Regions from separate parts of the Drosophila melanogaster genome. Here all the other regions are linked to region 2. The links are chromatin contacts, called in public Hi-C maps. All regions are on one chromosome and are shown on one strand. The core of a region is the stretch at or near the end of the contact, and the rest is flanking DNA. Distances in the headings are between cores, read along the strand shown. Region 1 holds the start of CG14613. Region 2 holds the start of fog (folded gastrulation). Region 3 holds the start of lncRNA:CR43493 (long non-coding RNA:CR43493).

Region 1 (4,111 bases), core at 209-2,708, 380 kb before region 2:
GGTGGCTGCGGCTTCTGCGATCGACTGTGATTCCGGACAAGAGTTATGTTCGTTTGAGCACCAGTGCCAGCAAGAACGGCGGCAGTTTAACAAAAAAGACAACAGGTCAACTGCTCGCCGCTCGCCGGCGTCCGGTCGCTGCTGGTCGCCGATCCCTTGGGGCATTGACAGTGGCAGCAGCGGCGGCGGCGGTTTAGGATCTAGTGACTGTGGCAAAGGCAACGACACCACTGAAGTCGGAATGTGTTTGCCCGTGGCCGTGGATCATTCTCTCTCGTCCTTCTCTGCCTTGTCCGCCTTAGCGCTTGCCCGGGTGGCCTTCTTGTCCTCGTACATCTTTATTAGCTCGCTTTTTGTGGGCATGGGCTTAATGTAGCCGTGTTGCACCAGGTACTTAATGGATACGGTTGTACACCCTGCAAAACGGTTAAAGCGGATAAGCTTAAATGATTCTTATTACAAAAATTTAAGTTATGCGTGAAATTTTAGCATAATCTGTTCCAAAGAAGTTCGCATCAAAAGGCCACAATAAAGTTTTTTGAAAAAAGGCATCTGATGTTAGTCAAAGCTGAAGCTTACCCAAAGTAAGGGCGTAGCGCAGGGGCGTGGCCACTTTATAGCACAGATAGGCGATGGCGTAGTGCCCCATATCCGAGCCCTGCACCTTCTCAATGATGTTCTCGCTCAAGTGGATGTACTGCAGCAAAGCGGGCACATCGACGCCACTGCAATGGGAGGGATTCATATAGGGTTTGAACGGAACGGTTTCTGGGGTATGGTACGCACCTCTTTGACAGGTAGTAGAAGCCTCCAAACCAGCCCACTGACGTGAGCACGTGCACCGGGATGAGCACGTACCAGTACTGTTTGTACATGTGCTTGAACTTGGCGAACAAACCCATGTTTGCCGCCTCGCCAAAGAGTTCGCTGGAGGTGGTGCTGTTGGTGGCCTTCAAATCCTTGCCGCCGGCTGACGAGTTGTTAATGGCGGGCGCTGGTGCAGCCGCCGCCGGGTTCGCCGACTTGTGGTTGAAGCGGATGTTGACGGTGGGCAGGAGCAGGTTACGGCGATTCGCGAGAGGCCAGGAATCACTAGCCAGACTTGTTGGACTAGTCTCGGACATCGTCGACAGGCACCTTGAGTGGGCGCCACCGAACAGCCGCAAGGAGCAGGCAAGCAATCGCTGGCGCGACAGAAAGACCACTGTTGCCATAATTGAACCTGTATTGGCCAATACTCTACAGGAATTAACCAATATGCAACGTGCCGGGCTGGTCCTCGCAGAGGGTGCTCTTCTATTGGCAGCAGCGGCTCAAGATTTACCACTTCCCGATTCTCCTGGGGACTATTCCACACGCACGTTCCCACGCAGAGCCGGCTCAATTCAGTTTATTAAATATCTTCTGATTTCACCTGGCCTGCTGCAGTCATCGGGCTATCGGTTTTCGATAACTGAGAAAAAGCACTAGATGTTAAGTAACAGGGCTGGCGATAGTAGGCATAAAAAGCTTTTCTATTTTCAATTCTACGCATTTGTATTTCTCAACTAACAAATTGCTGAGTAGTTTAAAATCGAATTATCCTTAAGGTCTCTCAAATAGCTATTGTTTAAAGATAGCACCAGTCTTAACCAAGATTACATATCTGGGCCTCAACGATTTAGATCTTATAAGGAGAAATGAATCTTCTTAAACTTTTACGCCCTTGATATTTAATTGCATTAACCAAAGGGCTTAGGATGCGTGAGATATGTACATATTTGTCGAAGAGTCTCTGCCGCGCATCAAAAGAATAGAAAAGGCGCGTGCCAAGCAGAAACGCGCAATTACTAGAAATGTCGTTATATTTAAATGATCTGCGACATATGTATGTATTTATACCCATTGATAAGAAGGGTAAACCTAATTTGTTGAAAAATAAAAATCCTTACTAAGCGATCTCAACATTAAGATATGTACATATGTTGTTTGCTTCGAATATAAAAGCCGGAAAATCGCCACGACCACGTTTTAAAAAAACATTTGGATTTCTTTTGGATATAATTTCAGTACATAATTTTAGTGGCCAATTTAACGGATAAGCCAATGCAAATAACAAATAAGTACATGTATAGGTACACAAAAAACTATTGTACAATTCAACAAATACATAGATACAATTCTACACTGTTGAAAAAAAATTGTTCCTGTACAATGCGAATGTCTTCTACCGAAAGTAACGGGATCTAATCGCCCATCCACTCTATGCATATTTTTCGTGAGCGCATTATGAATTGCACACTACATACAGATAGTCAAGAAATTGTTTGCACAATGAAAATAAATTGTATTTTCTGCCTTTCAATGCAATATTAAGGGCTTTTTGTTTACCTTTATGGATTTTTTTTATTTCCATTTATTTTTTTATATGTTTTTTATCAATATGTAAAAAATAATAACAAAACTATTAACAATGAACGAGAAAAACAACTAAATCTAAGCTTGCACAGATTTCACACTGTAAAGAAATTGTTTGCACACTTTTCTTTTGTTTTCTATTTTGCTCCTATTCCGAGGAATTTCGATAATCAAACGATACATAATCGTCATTTACGCTTTATGCGTTGTGTGGGTGGCAGATTTGGTTTTGAAATTTGCCAAATTGAGCATTGTTCAAGTTAGTTTTGTAAAATTTAAAAATGCCTGGCAAACGATTGAGTTTTGAAGTAGTTTAACTGATTTTTTATAATCACCATTTGGGAAAATTTGTTAAAGAATTGTCAGAAATGTTTTCTGCATCGCGGAGAACAATTTAAAATGTTATTAATCGCGCAAAAAACGAGGGCAGATTGGATTCAAAATGTGGAGAAGGACGTAAAAATAAAATTTTCAACCGTTCAGACCGACTTATTATGCGAAAAATTTATGAAAATCCGCAAATATCCGCAACTATGCATGATCATTGAGTCAGTCACAAATAAACTCATATCCGCATAAATACTAAGAATTTAAAAATTCTTATATAAACTATGTAAATGTAGAATTTAGAAAAATTGTCAAAATATGACAATGGAATAAGGGGATTTCAGCTAGCTTGGGCTTTCAAGCGTGTTCCCCACGTAACAGAGTGCTGTTAGGCGCAGCACGCTGAAAACGCTGTTAAATCAGCTGCTGGCAATATTCAATTTTCTTAGCCAATTGAACTACTTTTAAATACACGAGGGTAGCGGTAACGTAAAACACAACAAAAAATCTAGTAACAAGATCAATGGATACGACAGAAAAGGCTCTCAAGGAGGTGACCCCGGCGATGCTTAGCCTGAACAATTGCCCGGGCACAACGCCCGGCACGCCGATGAGCAAAAATCAGCTTAAGAAGCAGCGAAAGCTGGCGGAGTTTGCCGAACTCCGGAAGCTGCGACGCGAACGGGAGCGTGAGAAGAAAAAGCAGAAGCGGCGGGAGGCCAAGGAGCTGGGTCTGCCCGTCCGGACGGGACCCTCCCGCAAGGAGCTGAAGAAACGCCAGTTGGCAGACGGCGGAAAGTCTGGCCTCTCGGTCGCTATAGATCTGGACTACGACGATCTGATGCAGGAACGGGACATCGTCAAGTGCGTGAAGCAGTGCCTTCGCATCTACACCATTAATCGGCGCAGCCCACAGCCGGGCAATCTGCACTTCACAGGCATCCGGCGCAACGGTCACATCCACGAGTCATTCAAGAAGAACGAAGGCTGGGAGAACTGGCACGTGCAGTACTACTTCGATCGCGGGCACACCGATATTTTCGAGCATAGCCAACTGGTCTACCTCACCTGCGAGTCGGATCGGGTGTTGGACAAGCTGCAGCCCGGCTGCACCTACGTCATCGGTGGCCTGGTGGACCACAATCACTTCAAGGGCCTGTGCCACTCGAGGGCCACGTCGGCGGGGCTGACTACCGCTCGCCTCCCGCTTAGCGAGCATGTAGACATGAAGACGAGGGCCGTGCTGAGCACCTACCATGGTGAGTGGTACAATTTGCATAATGTAGTCAGAACCTCATTCAAGAAACGTTGAATTCAATGTTGATTGCTAATACTTCCATATTTATCCAGTGTTTGAGCTGCTGACCAAAGTTGCTGCCGGTCAGGA
Region 2 (4,092 bases), core at 216-2,715:
CAAAGTAATAATGGGTTATTCGATGGGCATTATAAAACACACATAAACGTTAAATAAAAATACATACAATCCACTTACTTTTGCTGTTTTATATCCCAAAACAAAGATGCCGAAGAAGGTGCGCTGCTTTTGCTTTTAGTTGCTTCTTCTTTGTCTTTTCCCCACTTTTGTTTTTCTTTGATTGTGGGTTAATATCAAGTTGTTGTAAAAATAAATTAGCATACAAATAAATAATAAACACCACAAATTGGCTCGTTTTGAATTTCGATTTGATGGCGGTTGAGCTTAATTTTTTGTTTGGTTTATTAAGAATTTTATATGTATGTGTTGATTGGCTTGCTGGTAAGAGCCAGTTCAAACTTGTAAGATACTAAATTTTTTTCAGTTGCTTAAAGTTTTCCCGTCGCTGGCTGCCTTTCATTTTTCGCTGCAGTTGTTAGGCTCATTAGGACAACACGGTTTTGTATTCGATTTTGTTGATTTATCTATTTTATTTCTCCAACTGTATCACATGTATTATCATATAATTCACAAAGACTTTTGCGCACACGAAAAAAAAACACACTACAACAAATCGACTTCAAAAGGTATCAATGGTAACATCCTGTTTGGGAAAAACGAAAGAGAATTATTTTGTATGCAACATTGAGTGCAATTCAAAAATAATGCCTACATGTGCACCGAAAATAGCTTAAGATTGTGAAATATTGTAGATATTTAATATATATCATTGTGAAATAACGTTAACTAAATATTTATAACTCAAAGCTAAGCTTCAAATTATGGTTGGTACTAGTATTTTAAAGTTGATCTCGGGTTTTTCAGTAGGCGAATCTATATGTACGGCGCACATATATTTTTAAGATTATAAATTATCGGACGCCTGTTGCTGTAAAGACAACAACAAGTACAACGACAACTGTTTCACAATGTAGTATAAACACAAAAGCGTAGTATATTTATACATGCCTCGTAGTATGTATTTTATTTTATTCTACTTTATTTTCACTTCGTTCGTTCTCTCTTTCCTGTTTCCTTTTACAGATAAGCATTCGAATGTTTTTTTGTTTTGTTTTAGTTTAGGTTCTTGTTCAAATTCAAATTAAAATCGGGTCAAATTTAGATAAAATAAAAGCACACGAAGAAACGTTTTTAAGGGACACAATCAGAAGATATTTATGTATATTACAAATTTATATTCCCATGTTACTATTTGCTTTTAAGTTATATGCGCCACGTTTTGACCGATTGCACATGTCTCTTAAATATCGAATTTATGTTACAAATTCAATCGAAATGATAGTGTTACTTTACTTTTTTCATTTGCTACTATTGTTGGTGATTTTTATCCGCTTTCTTCCCCCCTCATTTCTTTTAAGTTTTTTTTTTTGAAGAGACTGTAGCGGGCGGACAAGAGAACACGCACCGTTACCGATCACGTTCACAGTTGTTTTTTGAATGAGAAGCGGCTTCGAAACGTGTCGTCGCAGGCGTCGACGTCGGCGCCGCAGTCGCTGCGACAGACAGAGAGTGGTCAGATATAAATATACATGTACTGTATATATGTATATGTACGCGCGTTCGACAATGATCTTAGCCGAGAGAAAAGAGCCGATGCGCGGCATTAGGGAACTCTTTTCAAAGAGCGCGCTGAAGCCGCGCTCAGTTTTCATTGCTCTTAAGTTGCAACTGCACAAAGAAATCATTTTGCTGTTTTGATCGTGCATTGTTTTGAGTATGTATGTCATTAATTTAAAACAAGAGAGAACGCTATAGTCGAGTTCCCCGACTATCAGATACCCGTTATTCAGCAAGTCCAAGTGGGACGAGACTTTTCAACATTTTTCACGAACATTAGTAGAAATTGGTGGGAAAAAATTAATTTTAATTCTCTAAGGTCTGGGCAGGATATATTGGGCGGTTTAAGATAGCATATCTTCGGCATATCTATAAATTGGAAAAACAACTGGTTTAATACAAAAAAATTAAATCATTTCTCAAAAGTGTGGGAGTGTCAGTTTTGGTGCATTAGAGTGGGAATTTTTATCATATCGATAAAAATTAACAAGAGTCATAGAAATATGGAAAACTATCAAAACATTATGCAAAGGTGTGAGCGTGGCAGTTTTGGGAGGTTTGTGGGCGTGGCATCATGGGGAACAAACTTTCGCTGCGTCTAATGTCTCTAGAATCTAGCTTTTATATTTTCTGATATCTCGACGTTCATACGGACGGACAGACAGACGGACATGACCAGTTCGACTGGTCCTGATTGATCCTGATCACGATACATATATACACATGTACATATACAAGTACATGTACATATACATATACATATATGGTTGAAAACGCTTCCTTCTCCCTGTTACATTCTTTTTAACGAATCTAGTATACCCTTTTACTCTTCTCGACAATTCTCTTTTCTTTTTTGTTTTTCCCATACATGATTAACATTTTCTTCTGTTATGTTCTCTTGTTCTCAATTAGGGAGATGCTCTCTTTTGGCCGCCTGCAAAGGATGATTAATGATGTTCTCTGCTTTTAATTTTTTCTGAATGCTGCTAGTTGTTCAATTTAAAAAGGCAGTACGGCTCTTCCTGGTAATTTTCCGTTGGCTGTTTGTTTCTATTTACATATGTACTATGTATGTATGTATGTACCTTATTAAATAAAATTTTTATTTTCAATTTTGTCCGAGTTCGGTAGACCCCTACAGACACTACTAACATTCGGAAATATGTAAGGCTAACTGGAGTGGCCGGCTTAATAAAAATATCTCGGAAAAGCTGGAAAGTCGGAGATGGATTTCCTCGAAACCTAATTGAAGTTGATAGCAGTCATGGTTTTGTTCCCCGTCATCATCATTGGGCACTGAATCGCAAATCGCACTTCTTGGTAATTTTAGCCGCCACTTGAGCCTGTGCCGGTGTTTAGGCCAACATAATGGCCAATTAAGGCCACTTTGTCGTTTACAGCGTTTCAATTTCGATTTGATTAAGGTGAATTCCCTTTATTTTTTATGCAGTGATTCCGGCTAAAATTCATGAATAAAAGCAATTTTATGTAGATGATATAGATCATTACTTTAAAAAATAAATTTACAGAGTTAGCTTAGGGAACTAAAAATGACCACAACTAAACTAAGGGTATTTTGCCAAGTGTACGAATTGGGATCATCCCCATTTCCCTATTCTCTCATTCTTCGCCGTCTTCCCTTCGTATGGACTTATCGATGCGATGGTCAAGTGTGCGGGGCTCGTCTTCGGTCATTCGCCCAAAAACTAAAAATCGAAGAAACAAAAGTTAAACAAATAAGAAAAAATACCGAAATGTGTTTTCGTACTTTTCCTTCTTCTTGCGCAGATGCTGCGTTGTTGTGAAGCAAAAGTGATTTAAGTGAAATCAATTAAAAAATTTCGTTTTCTCTCGATTGTTTGCCTTCGCTGCTGCTTCTTCCCTTCCTTTTTCAGACCCCACCCCCTTTCGCTGACCTTTTCGAGTGGCATTTGAATTTTCAATGAAAATTAATTTCTTTCTACATTTTTCCCGTCCAGCGTATTATGTCCCCTCCCCACTATGCTAATTATTTTCACTTTTTTAATGTTCTAGTTTTCACTTTCGAACAAATTTGTGTCTCTGTGGAAAAAACCCTAATATTAATTAAGAGGCGAAAACTAAAACAAACGTTGTCAAACGTTTTGCGTGGAAGTCTAAATACGAAAAAATGTATGTATGTACATACGAGCCAAGAACATGGACAGACGAAGTCGTTGGCACGGGCAACAGATTTGGTATTCGAAAAAGTTATAACTGAATTGGAAAGAGTGACGCTAAGTAAATTGAAGCTTAAAACGCGCAATTGGATGTCCTTGTCACCACAGTAAGACCTTACCACCAGTATTCCTCGCCAAAAAGTCATGATGTGTGGTTAGTGAACATCCGCAGTTCTTATCGTATCGTATTTTCTCTTATTGGAATAAAGCAACAGATCAGTCGGCTATACGCGGTATACGTACATACATATGTACTTAATATATATAATATATACATATATATATATGTATATAATATATAACATATGTATTACAC
Region 3 (4,123 bases), core at 1,363-3,862, 360 kb before region 2:
GAGATAACCAAACAACAGTCCAAAGAGTAATGAGCAACAGCATCGATAAATTCGTGGCAGGGAGAGTGGCGTTTTGGCGGACGTCGCTGGCTGACGCACGTAAGCTTCACTCCAAATGTGGGCGGTGCGTTGCGGTCTACACTCGAAAAAATAATATAAACAAAACTGCCCCCAAACTGTTTAAAAATAACTAGGAATATTACAAAATCTTTGAGAGAGGAAATTTAAAAACAAGCAACTGGGAAATAAAATAACAAATGTCTTAGAATATTATGAATTTGATAAAATAATGAATAATAATAATAAAAATCGAATTTTTGAAATTTGAAAGCTGGAGAGTTGGTCTGCCCACCGATAAAGTTTTTTTTGCCCACGTCCAGTTTTCGAGATCTGAATTTTCAAAAAGTTCGAAAATTGAAAATGAAAATTTTTTTAAGTCGCAATTAGATAGTTGGCGTTGTGAATAGCCACCACAACGATGAAAAAAGTAAACATTTTTTTTTATAATATTTAGTTATAAGAGATGGGCAAACGCTTTATTTTCTGAGTAGACCGAGATTAACCTGAATGTCTTATATTTTCTAACGTATACATTTTTCAAAATTCTAAAGGATGGGCAAACGGGTTATTGCAATTAAAAAAAATTATGAAAAAAGTAAACTTTTTGATTTTCGAAAATTGTCGAACTTTTACTACAAATTCAGATGTCGAAAACTGGACTGGGCAAACATGGACAAACGATTCCAGCTTTCAAGTTTCAAAAATTCGATTTTTTCGACGCCAGCTTCTTTGAGCTCAAATCCTAAAGAGCAGAATTAGATTTACAAACATAAATCGGAATGTAGTGTAATTTTCTCTCAGTGCACTGTTTATTTTTGTGCGTAGATCCCACATTTACTATCTGTTATCCCTTTTCTCCCGCCCATCCGCTGCTCTTCTTACCGCCCGCGAAAATCCAGAGACAGACGTCAGCGAGTTGGAGCCGCGCTCCTCATCGTTTTCCCATCCGGTGATTCGTCGGTTTTGCACTTGTTTTCATTTCTTTAATGTTGCGCTATTTTGCTCGCTAGGTAACTGGTTTTAAACAATCTACATTTTTTGGTTACCGTTACGCTTTGATTGTTTAAGCAATTGGTGGGCGCGCTGTGTTCTAATTACGTTTTCGGTTTCTTGGCTGCATTAATTAATTACCCGGTTATGCCATTTGTTTGCTTAATTTGTTTGCTTTTGGCTTCCGACTACGTCTGGAATCTCGAGTAGCTCCGACGAGGGACCACTTGCATTCTCAGATTCGTAGACCAGGTTCGACTTTCAAGCGGAGTGGTTTTAGAACGGTTAGTTTTCGATGGTTTCGATGGTATCGAACCATTTTGTTTAGATAAACTGTATGTATTATACATACATATGTATATGTAAGTGCTCGTTTGCTTGTATAAAGTAAAGTTTTCGTCAAAGTTGGAGATTTAAAGAGAATCTTTGGGACTGTTCTTGGGCGAAACTTAATTTATCCATTTCATATTTTTGGGTGGCTATATGAGAAATATAAAAACGTAGTGAAATAGTACTGGAATAGTGATATATCAAAAAGTGAATTGTACATCCAATTTTAAGAGTTAAGAATTATGCCCTAGAACTCTTAAAATTGGATGTTCGTCAATGTTTAAATCGATGCTCAGTACGTCTGGCAATCGGGGAAACGCTGAAAGTTCAATTAATCAGAAAAACCGATATGTAAATAGTAGCTGTCTTATATCGGGTGTTTGAAAACACTAAAATTTTGTATTTAATTGAATGTTATTTATTTATTAGGAAGAAATATTGCTCGATATTGCCTTTAATGTCTTATATTTTCTAAATAATAACTTTTTTTTAATTCAAAGGGATGGGCAAACGTAAGCAAAGGATGTTATTACAATTTAAAAAAAATTTTTGAAAAAAGACACTTTTTGATTTTCGAAATTTTTCGAACTTTTTCGAAATTTCAGATCTCGAAAACTAAACGAAGGCAAAAAAAAACTTATCGGTGGGCAAACATGGGCAAACGATTCCAGCTTTCAAATTTCAAATTTTTTTTTCCCCAAACTCATTTCTTTTTTAAGCTACTAATATAGACTTTTTTAAATAATAAAAACGAGTTTTAGAGTTTCATTACAAACAATATAAAGTGTTCGGGGCTTGCTAGTCTACAAGTGTAGGTAAAACCGAATAAAATCGTAAAAGATATACCAATTTTATTAATTGAGGGCTTAATAGTGAACCCGTCTTATAGACCTCCCTTTCTTTTTTTGTCTGATCTTTATATCTTTGTATGTATATCATCTAATTTTCATCTTTAAGTTCGGGGAAACAGAGATCTCAGAGGAAAGATACGTGAAGGTCATAATTGATGGGGAACATCGCTTGAATGGCGCCTGCTAGTGGTCGCCAGCGACGGGTTCTATACATAGAGAAAATATTTACTTTGGAGCTTGGATTTCTAAGGCAGATGTGTGTTTTACGAGCCGTAGCGCCCTTATCACTGGAAGTCTTATCTGCTCCACCGACCGCAGTTACCGGTTACCGATTACCGATTTTCGTCGCTGCTCTTTGTGTAGCTCTCGTTGTCTTTGTTGTCGCTTTCATTAACACTGGCCGATCGGCCGGACGTATACGCTATATAAGTTGAAGTTAAGTTTAACAAATGAGAGCGACGATGATAACATGTCGAAGCAATTATACACAGAGAACGCCTTTTCGTCGTTCTCCCGCTCTAGGTATCTTCATGCACTGAAAATTTTAAATTAATAATTACCTTTGGGGCTTTGTAAAACTTCTAATTAAATAACTGCATCTGTTGCAATGCGAACTTTAGCATGTATAATTCACATTTGTAATATGTGTGACTGCAATTTAACTGTGTGACTGTATTTAACATAATAGCCTAATATGTTTTTTATTGTATATACAATATATATACAATATAGTATATAAAAGAGTAAGAAAAACTCAAAAGCTTTAAGAAAAATATCCAAATTTATTCGTACAAAACCTTTCTAGGAAAGAATGTTTTTTTATAAAGACAGGTCGATATATTTACAGTTCGTATTTATGTTCGAAATCGTGCTGAAAATCGCAATCAAATCCAGATCCAAAACGAAAGCATTTCTTCACAGTGTATTATCCATCTGGCTCTTTGTGCGATCACTTCTCTTTCTGTTTTACGTCGTCTCTGGCTGATCGGATTCTCCCCTGAGTGAGTGGGCGCACAGACGAATGGGGCCGTACGCTCGGAAACAATCCGATACCGATACGATCCCCAGCGATCCCCAGCGATCCAAAGCAACAAACCGTTTTTTCAGTTCCGTTAGTCAGTTGGCCGCGTTGCACGGAACGGGCGTTATACGCCGACCCCGTCGGTTTGCGTTTTCAGTATTTGTTCGGGTTAGGTCATCTGGTTTTGTAGAATCCGACCGATAAGCACGAACGGTTTAGTTTCCGCACTATCTATCCATTTTATTCGACGACGGATTGCTAAATTGCAGCTAAATCCGGCTAATATTTCGGACGATGCGTAAAAAATATTTGACAAGCCCTAATAAACAATTTGATTGTTTATAAATAAAGTACCCTCAAACGAGAAGCCCAAATGTTAAAATAACGGAATATAAAACAAGTTTCTAAGTTACCGTCCTGGGTAAACAGTCAGATTTGGCCAAAAAGAAACTGAGCTACCACCACAATGGAGTGGACTTGGTTCAAAGACTGGTGGCGTCTCAAGAAGCTCCGATCTCGTCACCAGCGACATAAGAAAAAACTCCAAGCAACCGCGGCGTCCGCTGAAGCTGCGGTGACAGCAAGCGCATTTTTGGCCGGCTCTGGGTGCGCGGAAAGTGGTGGTTCCCAGGATCCTCAAACCAATCGTCTCCACAGCTTGGACGCAGTGCCATCTGATGGAACTTTAGCCAGAAGACGCCATGGTAGTCGTGATAGTCTACGCCGGAATCGCTTGCTGCAGCGCCAGCGACGGAGTCAAAGTGCCGCAGTTCGCAGTCATAGAAGCCACGACGACGACGACGATGGGGAGTACGGACCCTTCAACGTCAGTGATTACGAGGATTACGGGCCAAATCATGGCAGCGACGAG

Evidence for each region. A called contact is a pair of places that touch in the nucleus more often than the background predicts.
Region 1: a contact with region 2 is called in a Hi-C map of the Kc167 cell line, with 6 times the contacts expected there. The contact joins the promoter of CG14613 here to the promoter of fog in region 2. A contact is called at or near these places in 2 of 107 Hi-C or Micro-C datasets (the Kc167 cell line and the S2 cell line) and 2 of 6 datasets of contacts at active chromatin or transcription factors (both in the Kc167 cell line).
Region 3: a Hi-C map of the Kc167 cell line shows a contact between it and region 2, with 2.8 times the contacts expected there. The contact joins the promoter of lncRNA:CR43493 here to the promoter of fog in region 2. A contact is called at or near these places in 9 of 107 Hi-C or Micro-C datasets (the Kc167 cell line, the ML-DmBG3-c2 cell line, the OSC cell line and 3 more) and 2 of 6 datasets of contacts at active chromatin or transcription factors (both in the Kc167 cell line).

What each region holds. Positions count from the first base shown.
Region 1 is chrX:22,470,563-22,474,673 of dm6, forward strand. It overlaps CG14613, which reads right to left and starts at 1,459. Exons shown (of 4, transcript NM_001272843.1): 1 at 787-1,459; 2 at 580-725; 3 at 1-416. The coding sequence starts at 1,214. The coding sequence ends at 265. CG14618 reads left to right here and starts at 3,136. Exons shown (of 2, transcript NM_134620.4): 1 at 3,136-3,983; 2 at 4,075-4,111. The coding sequence starts at 3,248.
Region 2 is chrX:22,853,729-22,857,820 of dm6, forward strand. fog (folded gastrulation) reads right to left here and starts at 1,466. Exons shown (of 3, transcript NM_001272855.2): 1 at 1,315-1,466. All of the region lies in intron 1 of CG42346, which reads left to right.
Region 3 is chrX:22,488,260-22,492,382 of dm6, forward strand. It overlaps lncRNA:CR43493 (long non-coding RNA:CR43493), which reads right to left and starts at 2,613. Exons shown (of 2, transcript NR_047862.1): 1 at 2,461-2,613; 2 at 1-1,529. The region is part of intron 1 of l(1)G0196 (lethal (1) G0196); the gene reads left to right.